Linked DNA regions of Capra hircus: region 2 is linked to region 1. The links are chromatin contacts, called in public Hi-C maps. All regions are on one chromosome and are shown on one strand. Each heading gives the region's core, a stretch centred on a gene start, on an enhancer-like site or on the middle of the called end of the contact. The rest is flanking DNA. Distances are from core to core; before and after follow the strand shown.

Region 1 (4,051 bases), core at 5-2,504:
GAATATACATATGTATAACTGAGTCACTTTGCTATATAGAAGAAATTGGCATCACATAGTAAATCAACTATACTACAATATAAAAACTTAAAACATAAAAAATAAACTTAAAACATAAAAAATAAAAATAGAATGCATGGTCATAGTCAGTGGATACTCATTAAAATTTAAAAAAAAAAAAAACAGTGCTTATCTCAAAAAAAGAAGCCAAATGATGTTGTTTGAACCCTCTGATTCTGTGCTGTCATTCCAGGGGGCTCCTTAAGGATGGAAACTGGGGGAGGAAACTGGTTCTTCCATTAAATTAGAACAAAATCTTTTCACATAGAAAATCCCCAGAGGATGAATGGGTCAGGAAACATGCTTACCAACCCCAAAAGTCCGTGAATTTCTAATACACAACAAACACACAAACAGCCATGTAGGAAAGGAGACAGAGGATTGCTGAAAGAAAAAGTTAAGGGTTATGAAGGCAAATTTGTAACTTGCTCTTCACGATTTAGCAAAGCCTTCTTTAATAACAGGCTTCCCTGATGGTTCAGGTGGTAAAAGAATCTGCTAGCAATGCAGGAGACCTGGGTTCCATATCTGGGCTGAGAAGATCCCCTGGAGAAGGGAATGGCTACCCACTCCAATATTCTTGCCTGGAGAATGCCATGAACAGAGGAAAGAGTCCGACACAGCCTGACTTTCTTAGTAAGGGTTTCCTGGTCTTGTACCAAAAATACATTCAGGAGAGCTTCCTGTCTACTGTTAGTATGGCCTGGAGAAGGGAATGGCTACCCACTCCAATATTCTTGCCTGGAGAATGCCATGAACAGAGGAAAGAGTCCGACACAGCCTGACTTTCTTAGTAAGGGTTTCCTGGTCTTGTACCAAAAATACATTCAGGAGAGCTTCCTGTCTACTGTTAGTATGGAAGTGGTTTTTCTCACATGTTCATGGAAGATACAAATAGAAAACACTTCCTTGGCTGCCACATCTTCACAGGCTTGTTGGTTCAGAAATTAGGATAAAAAAGTGATGCAAGTTGATGTGGTTAATTCATGACTGTTAAATGGAGTCTGTGCATCCTTTTTCTTTAAATCACACTGCCTTACTGACTAGGGAATTGTGCCCCTAATACATGGCAGAAGTTCCGGTAGATGTTCTGGCAAGGTGTGTCATCCAAATTCAGTAACCATGAAATGACCCATTCTATTAATAGGATTTTGTCAGACGTTGGCTGGGAAGGTGATCCCTGTCTTTGTCAACGCTGACATTCAAGTTCCTATCATGGGGTTGTTCTGGACATCTTCCGCTCACCTCTCCCTTCTCCACCCTCCTCTGTGCCCTGGGAGCTGACCTGTAAGGAGCTTGCTTCCTCGCCTTTTGGTTCCTCTGTGTTCAGCCATCAGGGAGCCCCACTGGGATCTGAGGGAGGTAGCAGGGTGCAGCCTCTCCATGTGGGTTTACTTCTGGCTAGTCTCGCTGCAGAAAGGATGTAGGGGAATCTCAGCTTCCATCAGACAGAACTCTCCCCCTCAGTTCCTGTCCCTGGTCCCCTACCCTTGACCTAGAGCTGTAACAGAGCCCATCTTCTTCTAGCCCTTGAGTCCTGCACTAATCTCCATGGTCTCCCCACACCTGGGCCTCTGTAAACTGTTTCTTTACTAAATTACCCTAATTCAAATGTGTCAAGTTTTTTGCTGGGACCCAAGCATATGAGCTAAAGGCTTTTAAAGCTTCTCATTAATTTATTCACACTTGGATAACATGTTCTGAATAATAGACCTAGAAATGCAAGTGTCTGTTTAATTTTGAGTCACTGTGCTACAAATAGAAAGGAACATTCTCTTTATCCTTGTCATCGGCATTTTTTGTAGCCTTTGTGTTTTTATTTGTTTTCATTTTCACCTGTTGTTCCCCGAGGGATTTTTATTTTTAGGTAGTGTTAGTGCATCAAGCCACTCTTTCGCATTTGATCTTTGCTTGATTCACTTTTTATCCTCTCTAATTTCTGAACTGACAAGACCTGTGAAGGCATGGCAGCCAGGGAAGTGTTTTCTATTTTTATTCTCCATGCACAGCACTTGGCACTGAATGGAACTCAGGACAGATATTTTGAATGAATGGAGAATCATGTCTATTCCTGATAGCAATTATTAGGGAACAAAGATCACCAGACAGTACTCTTCTTAGAAAGATAAAGAGGTGTGTCTGGGTAGAGGGCAACAAGCATCTAAGAGCTTGTGCAGGGGCAATCCAAAGCTGAGACACTCATAGACTTATGCAACTCTGCCTTGGCAGGCGGATTCTTTACTGCTGAGCTACCAGGGAAACCCCATTGCCTTGTAATTCCCCTTTAAAAATGCAAAGATGACCACTTTTTCCCCCTCTTTGCAAATTACGCCATTTAAGCAGTCATGAATTAACCACATTAACTTACTTTTAACAAAAAAGAAGAAATGGCATCTGTCTCCTGTGTTTCAGCTATCTTGCACTCAGTGGATTGTCAGCTTGAAAATTTTCTCTTACATTCTTAACCTTCTGCTATTCTCTATGAATAAAACTTTACTTTAAAACGGAAAGTGAGGGTTTGGGTTCATCTCTAATTTTGATCCATATTGTATAAACTCTCTATGCATAAGAACATTTAATACTCAAGTTAAAATTAGAAACTATACAGTTCTTCAAGAGGGTAAATCATGTTTTAGGTTTTCCTGTCCATCAAACATACTCTACATATGCTTAGGAACTTGCTTCTTTTTGAACTTTCGGTTGCCCTGGGTCTTCCTTGCTGCACCTGGATTTCCTCTAGCTGTGGTGAGTGGGGGCTACTCTTTGTTACAGGCTTCTCATTGCAGTAGCTTCTCTTGTGGAGCACTGGCCCTAGGGGCCTGGGCTTTAGCAATTGCAGCACACAAGCTCAGTAGTTGTGGCATACGAGCTCAGTTGCAACTTGCTTTCGAATCCCTTCCTTTCAGTTCATAGAAATCCCTCTCATAGAATTCCGTCATGTGTATATACCAACGTTTATTCAACCAGTCTTCTATGTTTGGTTACTGAGATTGTTTCCAATATTTTCCAATTACAAAAAATGCTGCAACGAATCATCTTGTGCATTTATTCTTGTATTATTGGAGACATGTTTATATTGAATTTCCAGAAGTAGATGGCTGGGTGTGTTTCTCCTGTGCTCCGTTGCTAAGTCATATCTGACTCTTTTCAACCCCATGGACTGTAGCCTGCCAGGTTCCTCTGTCTTTAGGATTTCCCAGGTAAGAATACTAGAGTGGGTTGCCATTTCCTCCTCCAGAGGATCTTCCTGACCCAGGGATCGAACCTACATCTCTTGCATCGGCAGGTTGATTCTTTACCACTGAGCCACGAGGGAAGCCCCTGCTGGGTTTGTTAGTTATTGACCAATTCCCTTTTGTAAGCCTGGTATCATTTGCCTTCCCAGCAGCAATGTTTCCTCCTAGCCTCACTAACAGAATATATCATCAAGCTTTTGAATCTTTGCCAACCTAAAAAAGGGAGAAATAGTATCTCAATACAGTTTTATTGTAGGAACGGAGACCCCTCCCAGGCCCGAAACTGGGCTCTTGTCTAAGACTAGGAAATGAACTGTCCAAGAAGACACATGTGCTGACAAAGCAAGGGATTTTATTGGGAAAGGGCACCGGGGCAGAGAGCAGTAGGGTAAGGGAAACCAGAACTGCTCTGCCACATGGCTCGCAGTCTTGGGTTTTATGGTGATGGAATTAGTTTCCAGGTTGTCTTTAGCCATTCATTCAGACTCAGAGGTCTTCCTGGTGGTGCATGCCTTGATCAGCCAAGATGGATGTCAGCAAGAAGGATTCTGGGAGGTGGTTGGACATGTACTATCTCCTTTTGACCCTTCCTGAACTCTTCCGGTTGGTAGTGGCTTATTAGTTCTGTGTTCCTTACCAGGATCTCCTGCCTTAAAACAACTCATGCAAGTGGTTACTATAGTGCCTGGACAGGGTGGGCGGTTTCAATCAGTGTGCCTACCCTAACAACAGTTCTCCTGGGTTCCCTTAACCTA
Region 2 (4,212 bases), core at 9-2,508, 290 kb after region 1:
AATTCTTTTTCATGTTTGATCAGATATTTGTTGATGCTTAAAAATTTTTTTAATTGAGGCATAATTGACGTACAATGCTGTGTAAGCTTAAGGTATAGAGAACACTGCTTTGATGCATTTATATAGCAGTATGGGTGCCATTGTAGTGTTAGCTTATAACCTCTCTCCAGTCACGTAATTATCATTCCTTTTAGTGTTGGGATGCTGTTGCTTTTAAAAGCATTTTGTATGTTTGCTGACAAATTATTACCATTCAGATAGGAGAAGTTATTATCAATAGATAATCTAATACTTTCTGGTGTCTTGCTTGGTAGTGGAAAAATTACCATTCAAGATTCAGACCTACTCAAATTGAAATGGCCCATTTAAATATTGTTGTTCAAGTTCTCTAAGAAAAACTTCTGCCCCTTTCTCTTTCCTCTCCAGTGTACCTGGGGTGGGGATTTACATTATTGTCCTGGTGAGAAGGGAGGGTGCCTCTCTCCCCATCCCCCTCTTAGTGCTGGCTCATGTGGTCTTTGTGGTGTGAAGTCTCTTGTCCACCAAGTAGCTGATTCCTCTCTTGTCTGCCCTGCTGAAACCTGCAGTTGGTGACTTGTAGTCCATCTTTTCCCCTCGGGTAATGCTGTCCGAGAGTATTGACCATCTTCCTCTTGCCCTTTTGGACTGAGCTCTTAGCTCTCCTTGTCTCCTTTGGATGTTGTTCTGTTCTCGTCCTCTTCTGTCTAACTGGAGCACACCAGCCCTCAGCCTGGTGTCCCCGCTGCATGGGAAGCAGGAGAGACGTGCCGTTTCTCTTTCGGTTGCTTTGCTTCCCTTTTTTCTGTTACATACCCTTGCCTTTCTCATCAGTCTGAGGTTACCGAATATAAATACAACCACTTGCCTACTTGAGCACAACAGATAGGTTTGATCACCTGAGATAGGAACACCTTGTCAATTTTATACTTATAAGATACTTTTCTTTTAATGTACTATACTGAATAATCAAGAGAATATTATATTTAAAGCTTAATGTATTTTGATATCTGTAGTCCTTTATTTGAAGTAAAGTTTTTGATTAGTGAACTTACTACTTTTAAATGAAAGCAGTCTAATGCTAAAGCAATGAAAAAATCAGCCAGTAGTTTCTGTCTTAGGTGAGGTGGCTGTTTTGATCCAGGCCCAGGAGCAGAGGGAATAAGCAGTGTGAATGCTGTGGTAGAGGGGAGAGCTTTGAGGCAGAAGAGACAGCAGCACAGAGCCTGGTGCCTTGATGCCACCCCCAGGAGCCCAGTGTGGCTGGACCGGCCTGGGCCTGGAGGAGAGGAGTGGGGCTCTGAGGATGTGACAGGAGTCAGGTGGTTTGATGGTGGTTTAGTTGCTAAGTTGTGTCTGACTCTTGTGACCCCATGGACTGTGGCCCGCCAGGCTCCCCTCTCCATGGAGTTCTCCAGGCAAGAATATTGTAGCGGGTTGCCATTTTCTTCTCCAAGGGATCTTCCTGACCCAGGAATCGAACCCAGGCCTCCTGCGTTGTGGACAGGTGGTTTGGTTTGATTTTTTTCCCATTTTAGATTTTCTGTTAAGTGAGTGCCTGCATTTGTGTTGAGTCGCTTCAGTCATGTCCGACTGCGATCCTATGGACTGTAGCCTTCCAGGCTCCTCTGTCCATGGGATTTTTCCAGGCAAGAATACTGGAGTGGGTTGCCGTGCCCTTCTGCAGGGGATCTTCCGGATCCAGGGATTGAACCTGCGTCTCTTATGTCTCCTGCCTTGGCAGGCTGGTTCTTTACCACTAGTGCCACCTTAAGAACATTGTCATTTTTCCTTTCTTGGCAATTTCTGGTTTCAGGTCTGACTCCATGGTTGTCATGAGGCTGTGAGAATTTTTTAACGACTTCTCCAAACAATTATGCCTTAGGCAGTTCCCATTTAATGGATCAAGTGGACTCTTCCTTCAGATTTTTGAAGAGTCTTTAGAATTTTCTGCAGATCATAAAAAGGGTAAAAAGAAAAAAAGGAAGTACTGGTAAAAACCAAACCATGTTTCAACCTAAACACTCTCTGCTCACAAAAGGGCAAACCTACTCATTATTCATTAGGCTGTTAACGTTATGGTTTCATATGTGATCTTAATTTGCAGGTGACAACACCTGCGTGTGTGACAGGGGATTTGGAACCAAAGGTCAGAGGAGACGCTCTTCTCTTTGTCAGACTCCAGATGAATTGGTAGCTTTTTACTAAAGGTTCTGAAAGGTTAAGAAGTCGAAGAGGCAGGTGTCATTTAGAGGGAGTTTTGAAAAGATCTTTTCATTTTCTGTTTAAAATAATATTATTTAATAATTAGATATTACTCATGCCTTTTTTTTTTTTAAATTCTTTTGTGGTGAGGTTTCTCACTTGAACTTATTCAAAAGCCTAAACAGGAGCTCATAAAAAGGTCTCCCTCCCCAGCCTGCCTCATTTTATGTTGATTGGGGGAAAAGGATTTATCCATGAGCAAACTCGGTATACAGCTCGAATTCTGAAATACCTGGGTCTCCGTCTAATGTACCCAAGATGTTTGAAAATGAACACATCCAGAACATCTTTTTCTTTCTCATTTGGGGTAGTGTTAACTGACAGATATGAAGCTGAATGTACACAGAAGTTTATATGACAGTACAAGATGTAAGATTGCTGAACATTTCATGCTTTTGTTTATATTTTTGTAATAAAGACTTACAGACATTATCTCAAGGAGTAGAATGGCTGAAATCAGCCTTCCTGCAAATAGTTGATTAGTTTTTTTGTATTCACAGATTAAAAAAGCCTTATTGCAGGACTAATGGCCAGAAAGCCGCCTGGTCTACTGATGGAGATAGTCAAAGGGCCACAACTCAAACTGTATAGGGAATTTCTCTATGTGTAACTGGAAGTCTCTTGGGGAAATCTTCAGGCATGGTAAACTGCAGGGCTTTCATGTTGCTGTTCCTCATTTTCCGTTTCTGTCTTTCTAGCTCTTGTCTCATCTTTCCTCTGCTTGACTTGATTTTCAAAAACACAGTCTTCCATTTGCTACACCTCACAGGCCACGTAGCCCTTAGGCTTGTACTAGAGGAGGAGCACATTTTTGTTTGTGGATAGCTCTCAGAAAAGTTCCAGGTAATCTGTTCATCCCAGAATTTGTCAACCTAGAGAAACAGGGTTTAGTCCCATCAAACTGCTCTTCAGAGCACAGTTATTTTATTGAGTTGCTCCCTGAAGGCAAAGATTCAGAGGGAAAATTATTTCCATTATAGTCAGAGTATTTGGTTCAAGTCCTTGTTCTGATGCCTTCGATCATACGATCTTGGGCAAGGCCCTAGACCTCCCTTACTTTCCTCTTTTGCCAGATTGCACTCATTCAGCAAACATTTGTCTGATGACTCCTCTTTGCCACATGTTGTGTTAGAGTAAATAATTTGGTGAAAGACAATATGGTAGACTCTAGTCAGCTAGAGGAGGAAGACAGAGAAAAGGAACTAACAGAGTGATAGATGTCTCCATAGACCGCTATGGAAACATCGAGAATGAGCACCTTACTCAGACTGGGGAATTAAAGAAGCCTGCCAGAAGGAATTGACACTTGAACTGCATCTTCGAAGTTAGTAAGGCATCAGCCAGCTGAAGAAGATTAAAAAAAGCAATCTAGATTTTGGGAACAAGGGCAAGGAATCTTGAGAAGTTTAGTTTATTCATGAACTTGCAAGCAGTTTGGTTTGAATGGAATTAAGAGGCTGAAGTTCAGGCAGGTGGCTAATCTGGATGTCCTCAGGCGGCATGCCAAGAGGTTTAGAGGTTATCCTGGAGTTGATTGGGAGCCTTGAAAGGATTTTAAGTTGAGAGATAAAATAATTGTATATCTGTCTTGGAAATACTGCTTTTGCACTATATGGGAAATAGTTTGGATAGGCTTAAAATTTAAGGGAGAAGATGCATTACAAGGATGCTGTGATTCAGGCTTAATGTGATGAGAACCTGAAAGTGAAGATGGAGAAGAGGGAACAGTGTCTAGATATTTAGGAGGCAGATGTGGGGATTGAATGATAGAGGCCATGAAAGGTGACTTTCACATATGTTGTAATAGTGTTCACAATGAGAGGAGTTGGAGTAGACCTTTGGAGAGATGAGGAATTCGGTTTTGACTATGTTCAGTTTCAACTGAATATGAGATCCTTATAAAGAGTCCATTTTATCACTCTTTAAAGC

The links. Hi-C and Micro-C count contacts between places; a contact is called where the count stands out from the background.
Region 2: a contact with region 1 is called in a Hi-C map of liver, with 6 times the contacts expected there. The contact joins two enhancer-like sites. A contact is called at or near these places in 2 of 5 Hi-C or Micro-C datasets (blood and liver).

What each region holds. Positions count from the first base shown.
Region 1 is chr14:44,808,302-44,812,352 of ARS1.2, forward strand. No RefSeq gene overlaps it. Among named protein-coding and RNA genes, the nearest start is that of LY96, 51 kb to the right of the region's middle. Within about 2 kb of position 1,255, at least 1 of the 5 cell types and tissues checked has an H3K27ac peak or open chromatin away from gene starts, as enhancers often do.
Region 2 is chr14:45,093,338-45,097,549 of ARS1.2, forward strand. All of the region lies in intron 4 of STAU2 (double-stranded RNA-binding protein Staufen homolog 2), which reads left to right. Among named protein-coding and RNA genes, the nearest start is that of STAU2, 54 kb to the left of the region's middle. Within about 2 kb of position 1,259, at least 1 of the 5 cell types and tissues checked has an H3K27ac peak or open chromatin away from gene starts, as enhancers often do.